2 separate regions of the Sus scrofa genome follow, and region 2 is linked to region 1. A link is a contact called in public Hi-C data. All regions are on one chromosome and are shown on one strand. Each heading gives the region's core, a stretch centred on a gene start, on an enhancer-like site or on the middle of the called end of the contact. The rest is flanking DNA. Distances are from core to core; before and after follow the strand shown. Region 1 has its middle 19 kb from the start of CAPZB. Region 2 overlaps NBL1 (neuroblastoma suppressor of tumorigenicity 1).

The links. A called contact is a pair of places that touch in the nucleus more often than the background predicts.
Region 2: a contact with region 1 is called in a Hi-C map of retroperitoneal adipose tissue, with 1.9 times the contacts expected there. The contact joins two enhancer-like sites. A contact is called at or near these places in 1 of 5 promoter capture datasets (liver), 7 of 47 Hi-C or Micro-C datasets (embryonic fibroblasts, mesenteric adipose tissue, retroperitoneal adipose tissue and 2 more) and 1 of 2 datasets of contacts at active chromatin or transcription factors (skeletal muscle).

Annotation. Positions count from the first base shown.
Region 1 is chr6:77,929,404-77,933,444 of Sscrofa11.1, reverse strand. No RefSeq gene overlaps it. Among named protein-coding and RNA genes, the nearest start is that of CAPZB, 19 kb to the right of the region's middle. Within about 2 kb of position 1,659, at least 23 of the 83 cell types and tissues checked have an H3K27ac peak or open chromatin away from gene starts, as enhancers often do. A contact at or near this core is called in retroperitoneal adipose tissue, where this site is marked.
Region 2 is chr6:78,063,724-78,067,764 of Sscrofa11.1, reverse strand. All of the region lies in intron 1 of NBL1 (neuroblastoma suppressor of tumorigenicity 1), which reads right to left. Among named protein-coding and RNA genes, the nearest start is that of HTR6, 12 kb to the left of the region's middle. Within about 2 kb of position 2,139, at least 16 of the 83 cell types and tissues checked have an H3K27ac peak or open chromatin away from gene starts, as enhancers often do. A contact at or near this core is called in retroperitoneal adipose tissue, where this site is marked.

The DNA.
Region 1 (4,041 bases), core at 410-2,909:
AGCTGCAGAGTTGGGGACGGGGGAGGGGAGATTCAGCTTCCACCTACTCACCAAATGCACCATCCTCCCCTCAGACACGCTTCTCTCCAAGCTCTTCCCTCCCCATAGTGATGGGTAGAGTGATACACTGAAAACAGGGAACATCAAGGTGAGGGTGGAAGAAGAATCAGGAGGACTTACAAGATGTGCTGGCCATCCTGGGGTGACAGGTATGGCACTCTATTTAGAATTCTGTCCCTCTGGGGGGTTCTAGTCCTGCCTAAGCTACTCCAAGCAAATTCCCAAGCCTCTGTGAGCTGGGCTTTCCTTGCCAGTTAAACAGGGATAATAATAATAGTAATGGCTATGATAATAATAATAATGTCTACATGGAGTGGAGAAGCTCCAGGAAGCTTCTGGTTGCTCTGTGGCACAGATTCAACCCCTGACCCAGTAAGCTCCAGTAAGCTCCAGTAAGAAGGATCAGGTAGCGCTCCGAACCCAGGCATGGAGCCCCAAGTCCCAGGTGGGGTGTATTACCTTATCCAATGGTCACACCGCTCCTCCAAGGCAGGTGCTGTTATTTCCACTTTATGAGGAGGAAACCAGGGCTCTGAAAGCTGCTGGCTCATGCTCACCCCATGCCCCTCGGGGCTTTGTAAACTGCGAAGCCCTGGACTCTTGTAATCGGTTGTTACGACCCTGTGGGGTTCTTCTCAGCTCATTCCCCAAAGATTTTTGGTAGAGAGTCCTTCTAGAGGATTGCAAAGAACACTGAACAAACTGATTTGATATATATATGTTGAACACCTACTGTGTGCGAGGCGTAGTGGGGGGGACTCAGCAATGAACAATATGGACAAATGACCCTCAGAGACCATACATTTTTGTGTGGGAAGAGTGACATCAAAAAAACAAACAAATATAGGAGTACTCTCATGGCTCCATGGTTTAAGGAGCTGGCATTGTCACTGCTGTGGCTCTGGTTGCTCTGTGGCACAGATTCAACCCCTGACCCAGGAACTTCTGCATGCGAGCGCAGCCAAAAAAAAAAAAAAAGCGTGTAATGTGTCCTATGATGATAAATGCTGGGAAGAAAAATAAAACAGGGAAGGGGATTGAGTGTGATTTTATGTCCAACAGAGAAAGTTCTATGACAGCTGTGTTCACCACTCAGATCTCAGGGTTTACAGGAATGTCATCTGCAGAAGGACAGAGCCTTGGCATCTCATTCATTGCTGTAGTCCCAGTCCCCCCAGAAGTTCTGGTTCCCAGGAGTTCCCGTTGTTGCTCAGCAGTAACGAACCTAACTAGTGTCCCTGGGGACACAGGTTCGATCCCTGGCCTCGCTCAGTGGGTTAAGGATCTGGCATTGCTGTGACCTGTGGTGTAGGTTGCAGGCATGACTCAGATCCTGAGTTGCTGTGGTTGTGGTGTGGGGCACCCGCTACAGCTCTGATTCAACCCCTTGTCTGGGAACTTGCATGTGTCGTGGGTACAGCCCTAAAAAGACGACGAAAAAAAAAAAAAAAAAGACGAAGAAGTTCTGATTCCCAGTAGGTGCTGGGTAAATATTGGTTGAACAAGAATGAGTGAATAAGCAAACAGCCACCATCTCAGACCTGCTGGAGAAACATCCTTGTCAGGGTAGGCACGGGGTTTGGATTCGGTTCCTATCAGCTGACACTTACAGAGAAGCCTCTGTGTGTCAGGCACTATTCTGGCCTTGCGGCTGCAGAACAACCCTTTCCTTTAAAGATCTTCCCTAGAGATGACGATGGAGCTGGAAATTTAGCATTCTAGAAGAGAAAGGAGCAAAGAGAATCAGAAAGAGCAAGGGGTTACGTGCAAAGAGTGAGAGTTTCAGGGTCAGGAAGGAGTTCAGCACGTGTACTGCCAGCCTTTTTTTTTTTTTTTTTTTTTTTTTTTGGGATGCAAAAAACAGCTAGTTCTGCTTTTTGGACTGGGGCTCGCTGAGTCAGGGGTTCAAAGGCAAGAGCACGGGGTTAGGAGTGGCAGATGTCATCTCCAGCAGATGGTCATGCCCCAGAGACAGTCTGTGGCCTTGAAGATGCTCGCTCCCGCCCCACCTCCTCTGGCCCAGGAATCAAGGTCAGGGGCAGACAACCGAGCTCAATTCCCTGGGGTCCCCAGCCCGGCCTCTCAACCAGGCCAACCCTTCCCGCGCACATCACCCTTGTTCCACCCTTGGCCTCCACATCAGGTTCAGCAGAGTCTCAGCGGCCAAGGGTGTGAGAAGAATGATTCCAGCATCTGTTATTAACCATGATTTCTATTCTTTTGGCTGCGCTTTCTCCTGAGCCCCAAAGACACTGGGTCAGTGCTGCTTTCAGCACCAGCGACTGATTTGCCAGGCCTTTGTTCCGACTCACAAAAGAAGGGGATGATTATTAAAAGAACAGACTTTGCATTCCATATTTACCCCAGATGACATCGCCTCGATCCCTAAAATAACTCCAGATCGCCTGTGTGGAACTCGGTGGTTCTTTTTCATCTCGCTGTTTTGCAACCGTCTAGGGAGAGCATCACCATGGTGATATTATCAGAGCGGGTCAAATAAAACTGCAACCTCTTGGGTTTGTGCTTGGTTTTCCTTCGGACCTTGAAACATGACTTTTTCACCCCAGAGCAGCTCTTTCATTTCTTCTAAGCACTTAACGTTTTCAGCTCCAAGTCGGCAGCAGCAATTTCTGACGGATTCCCCAGCGGTTAAAACCACAGAGGTGGTCCATGCTGGGACGAGGGGATGGAAGTGCTTGGGCCTGAGTTTCCAAAGGGGAAACTGTATTTACCAGAATCTCCTTTCCTTTGGATAAAACTTGGGTCAACGTTTCAGAGTGTTGAAAGAGGCACTAAATAAACGAAAAATCTAAAGAACCTTCAGTGTTTGGTCCAAGGAACATGGTTATAGAGTTCAACAAATAAACACAGCTGGCGTGGGGAGAGCCTTTAGCAAATACTTATCTTCTTGATTATTTATTTTTTTCATAATCCTCATCTTGGCCAAGTGCCTTTATTATATTATGGAATTCTCATACACCGCTGGTGGCAGTGTGAATTTGCACGACTTTTCTAATTGAAAACTTGGCAGTGGGAAAGAAAAGCCTTGAAAATATGCTCTTCCTGTGATGCTAAATTTTGCTTGTGGGTTTGAAGAAACTAGTTAGGGATGTGAGCAGAGGATTAGGTACAAAGATGCTCATTGCTTGGACCATGCAATGCTGGAAAAATGGGAATAACCAAACTGTACAACATGAGGAGATGGCTTTCAAAAAAATCACAGTCAGGGAGTTCCCGTTGTGGCTCAGTGGAAATGCATCTGACTAGCATCCATGAGGCTGCAGGTTCAGTCCCTGGCCTCATTGGGTTGGTGAAGGATCTGGCATTGCTGCGGCTGGGGCGTAGAGTGGCAGCTGTAGCTCCAATTTGACCCCTAGCCTGGGAACCTCCACATGCCACAGGTGTGGCTCTAAAAAGACAAAAGACAAAAAAAAAAAAAAAAAAAAACCACAATCTAGCCATACATTGGACACTAAACCAGCATTACAAATTGTGCTTGAAGCAATTTGTAAAATATTCATGATGTATTCTAGGTAGGATAAAAGCAAGTTACAAAAATGTGTGTGCACAGGGAGCTATAGTCAATATTCTGTGATAAACCATAATGGAAAAGAATATGAAAAAGTGTGTGTGTGTGTGTTTGTGTGTGTGTGTGTATACGCACAACTGAATCACTTTGATATACAGCAGAAATTAACACAATACTGTAAATCAACTATACTTCAATAAAATTTTTAAAAATGTGTGTGCAGGAGTTCCCTTTTTAGAACCTATCTTTCGAATCATTTTTCTTTCCATATACCTACATGTTTTACAAAAATGGGATCATATAGCACACACATTTTTTGGCCACACCCATGACATGCAGAAGTTCCCAGGCCAGGGATCAAACCCACACCACAGCAGGGACAATGCTAGATTCTTAAGCACTAGGCCACCCAGGGAATTCCACCTTGGGTATTTTTCTGTTTTTGGTGTTGA
Region 2 (4,041 bases), core at 890-3,389, 130 kb before region 1:
TAGAAAAGAAAAAAGTAAAAAATAAACATTATAAAGGGGGATGGTGCTGCTGAGTGTGGTCATGGAGTGCCGCAAGTCCAGAACCAGACAGGGTTTCCAGACCCGTCCAGAAGTGAACAATCATGAGCTCCCTCCTCACTGGGATGCTGTGGATACTCTGGGCAGCGCGGGTCCTCGCGGGGCTGGGCAGCCAGGATGTCTCCCGGACGTGCTGTCATAGCTGTCAGTATTCTAGCGCCAGGAAAGCTCACTTCCATCCCCGTGTCACTGTGAATTCTTGTGCCCCCTTGGCTGGCTGAAGCTCAGGTGAAAACAATTAACCCTGAAATAGACTGTATGTTTCTTTTGGATGCCCCAACAGAGCCCCAGGCCCTGAGACGCCACACACATCATTGTCTCCAGCTCTGTCCTAACCCGAGTCAAAGAGGAGGCAAGCCAAGCCAAGGGCTTGAGCCTCTGTGAATCGAATAGAGCAAGGCACTGAGGCAATACCAAAATCTGCCAGGAGATGGCGCTGCAGGGCAGAGTGTGTGTCAAGGATTGGCTCCGAGGGGCTCTTCCCAATGCCCCCCAGCCTCATCTTCTGTAGGACTCACTCGGCCACTGCAGAAAGTGTGGAGGAGGGAGGCTTCAAAGAGATTCTGAAAGGAGGGCAATGCTCACAAGGTGGTCCTCTGGGGGACTTCGGGGAAAACGCACTGGACCAGGAGTCAGGAATCCACACATGCTGTGGGACCCTGGATGCTCTGGCCTCCGTGTCCCCTGACCTGTAAAATGAGTGAGGTGCTCTGGACAGTGGTTCCCAAACTTGTTAGAGCCTGGGAATTCCCTGGGGATTTGTGGAGTGAACTTTCTAGTGTGGGGGTGGGATTCTGCCTTTGGGGGGGGTTGTTTGTTTTCGACAAGCTTCCACTGTGGTTCTGATATGCAGGCCAGGCTTGAAATCTGGTCCAGCTTGGTCAGCCTGGGATTCTGTGTCTGGGAACAGCCCCCAGAAGGACCAGGTGGGGCCGAATTGGGAGCAAGGGCCAAGGATGGCCCCTCTGGCCCCACTGAGGCCAGTGCTAGTCAGGCTGGCTTGGGGGCGGACATGCCATTCAGAACAATCCCACCCTCAGCCCAGCAGGCAGCAGGTGCTTGGCAGCATTGGGAAGGGGGAGGAGTTGGGGGCATCTTGCTCAACCCTGTAGGCTACCTGCGACCACCCCCATAGCGCTCCCCTCTCTCCACCGGGCAAGTTCTGCCCAGGTCCTGCCCCTTCTCCCTGCGGGACGTCTCCAGAAGCAGAGACAAGTCTCATCCCACTGGATCCCAATGCCTGGGTGACCTGCTCCCAGCCCAACGGGGAGGGGTGAGGCGGGGAGAGCAGTGGGAGGTGAGTCCAGACAGTCAGCCCGTCCCCAGGGAGTCTGTGTCCTGACCCAGGCTCTCACCCACACGTTTCCGGTCTCACTCACAAGATCGACAGCAAAGCCCATGTTTTCAGTTCAACCACATCCTAAGAAAATAGAACGGACTTGTTCCTAACCAGCAACCTAATTTTTCAACACGCTTCGCATCCGGCAGGCCTCCTCACCTCCTGGGTCCTCTTCCGTCCCGAGGGGATCAGCCTGGGTGTCAGGGTTGGACCAGAGCACACTGGCAGAGGCCCATCTAAGGCCAGAGCTCCCTGGGCCTTCCCTACAGGCCTCAGAGAGGTCCGGGGACTTTTGTCCTAGACCTGAGCCCACCAGGATTCCCCAGAAAGGTGACTGGAGCACGGAGTGAGGTTAGGTTTCCTTAGGACTCGGTGTCGAGCCCGGGGTTGTAATGAAAGCACAGGGGATCATGGGGCTGTCCTGGGATTGGGATTAGGAGAGGTTAGGACTGAGGCTGTGAGCCTGGACCAGGCTAAAGGGGGGCAGAGCTGAGATGGGGGCTGCGGTTAATAAGACGGTTTAGTGGAAGATGCGATCATGGTGTTTCAGGGGCATCACTGGCCTGAAGGGTGAGGGCTGGTTATTATGGGTCGGATTATAGCAGAGCTTGAAGAGAAATGTCATCAACGGAGGCAGAAGGCCACCCGCCTATCTACCCCCCTCGACAGGGTACGGCTGAAGGTCAGCTGGGCCTGCAGAGGCGGTGCTATAACTCAACGCACCAGGCCCAGCTTCTCCCCCACTCCTGGCCAGGACTCCAGAGGAGGGGATGGGTCACACCCAGCTTCCCCAGGCCAGTAGCCCTGAGCTCCAGCAGAAGCGTGGCCCCTGGAGCCTCCAAAGTTCAAATTCCAGCCTCCCACCCAGGAGCTGTGTGACCTCTGGAAGTAAGTACCCGCCTCCCTCAGCCCTAAAATGGGGAGCAGAGCCTTTCCCTTGAGAACGACCAGGAGGATGCAGCGCGAGCACCCAGCAGGCACCCTGAACTCAGGCCAGTTCTCTTCCCCCCGGGGGATCTTGGGAAGGGTGGGCAGGCATCAGAACCAAAGTCAGGTGCGGGAGCAAGGACGCAGAGAGGACGCCAGGCTGGTCTCTGCTTCCCACCCTCCGGCCCAGCCCCCAAGAACATCCCCTGCCCCCACTTCAAACTGGGGTTGGCTCTTTGCTAGCACGTTTTATTTTTTGTTGGCTTGGCTTTTGTTTTTTCAAGCAGCAGCTCAGTTGATCTTTTTTTTTTTTTTTTTTTTTTTTTATCTTTTGTCTTTTCAGGGCTGCACCCCTGGGGCATGTGGAGGTTCCCAGGCTAGGGGTCTAATTGGAGCTACATTGCCAGCCTACACCTCAGCCACAGCAATGCCAGATCCAAGTCACGTCTGTGACCTACAGCTCATGGCAACGCCGGATCCTTAACCCACTGAGCAAGGCCAGGGATGGAACCCACAACCTCATGGTTCCTAATCAGAATCGTTTCCGCTGCGCCACAACGGCAACTCCCCTGATCCCTGTTTTTTTTGTTTTTGTTTTTTTCTTTTTTTTTTTTTTTTTTTGATACAAGAGTCGGATCTTCCTTCCTGAGACTTGAGAGTCTCACTAAGGTTCTCACCCCTTCCTCCCCAAAGGTCACACAGCAAGTCATGGGACTCCCAGAATGCCAGAGTAGGAAGGACATTCCCCAAGCCAATCCCCTTGCTTTGCAGAGGGGCTGTCCCCAGGCCCCCAGCAAGTCAGGCCACACAGTGCCCTTCCCCGGGACCATGCAGTTCCCTGCAGTTGGACACTTGTGATCAAGCACCTTCTAGGAGGGTGGAGAGGGTAGTGAAGGAGAGGGCAGGGGGACCTGGGGCTCACGCAGGACTTCAGAGCCTGGAGGGAGGTTGAGGGAGGTGGGTTAAGAGGAACCAGTTGTTTGGGGCAGACGGATGCAGTCAGACAGCTGGAGGGGGTGGGGGAGGGGGGGTGCTCAGTTCCAGTTAAACTCGGGCATGCGGTTAGGGGAGAGGAGAGAGCTCCGATTTGCGGGAACTCCAAGGGCAAGGCCAGGAGGTTCTCAGGCTTGTGGGTCTCAGCCCAGCACACTGCTCCCTGCCTTCCAGTAGTCAGAGCTGCTTCTAACTGTGGCCGAGGCCTATTCTAGCACTCTTTTATATATTCATCTGTGCAGCTTACAGCGATCCCAGGAGACACTTACCGTGTTTCCCCCTTTCATTGAGGAAGACACCTAGGCACAGGAAGGTTAAGAGGTTTGCTCAGGCTTATACGATCAGTGTTTACCAAAGCCAAGATCTGGAGTTCGCTTGTGGCTCATCGGGTTAAGGACCCTGCATTGTCACTGCAGCTGCTCTGGTCGCTGCTGTGGCTGGGATTCCACGCCCGGCCCAGAAACTTCTGGAGTGGGCAAGAGGCCCGGGCTCCCCACCCCTGCCCCATCAACAGTCCAGGTTCAGCCACTGCCACGGTCAGCAGCTTGGGCCGCCCCAAGGGGCAGAGTTCAAATCCTACCCGGGACTCACCTGCAGATGAGCATGTGGCGGTGGCGGACCCCTGGCTCCTTGGAGCCTCAGGAAAAGGATGACAAGATCCTTCCTCAGGGCTGTGAGGAGGCCACCATGAGGGCGTCCTCAGC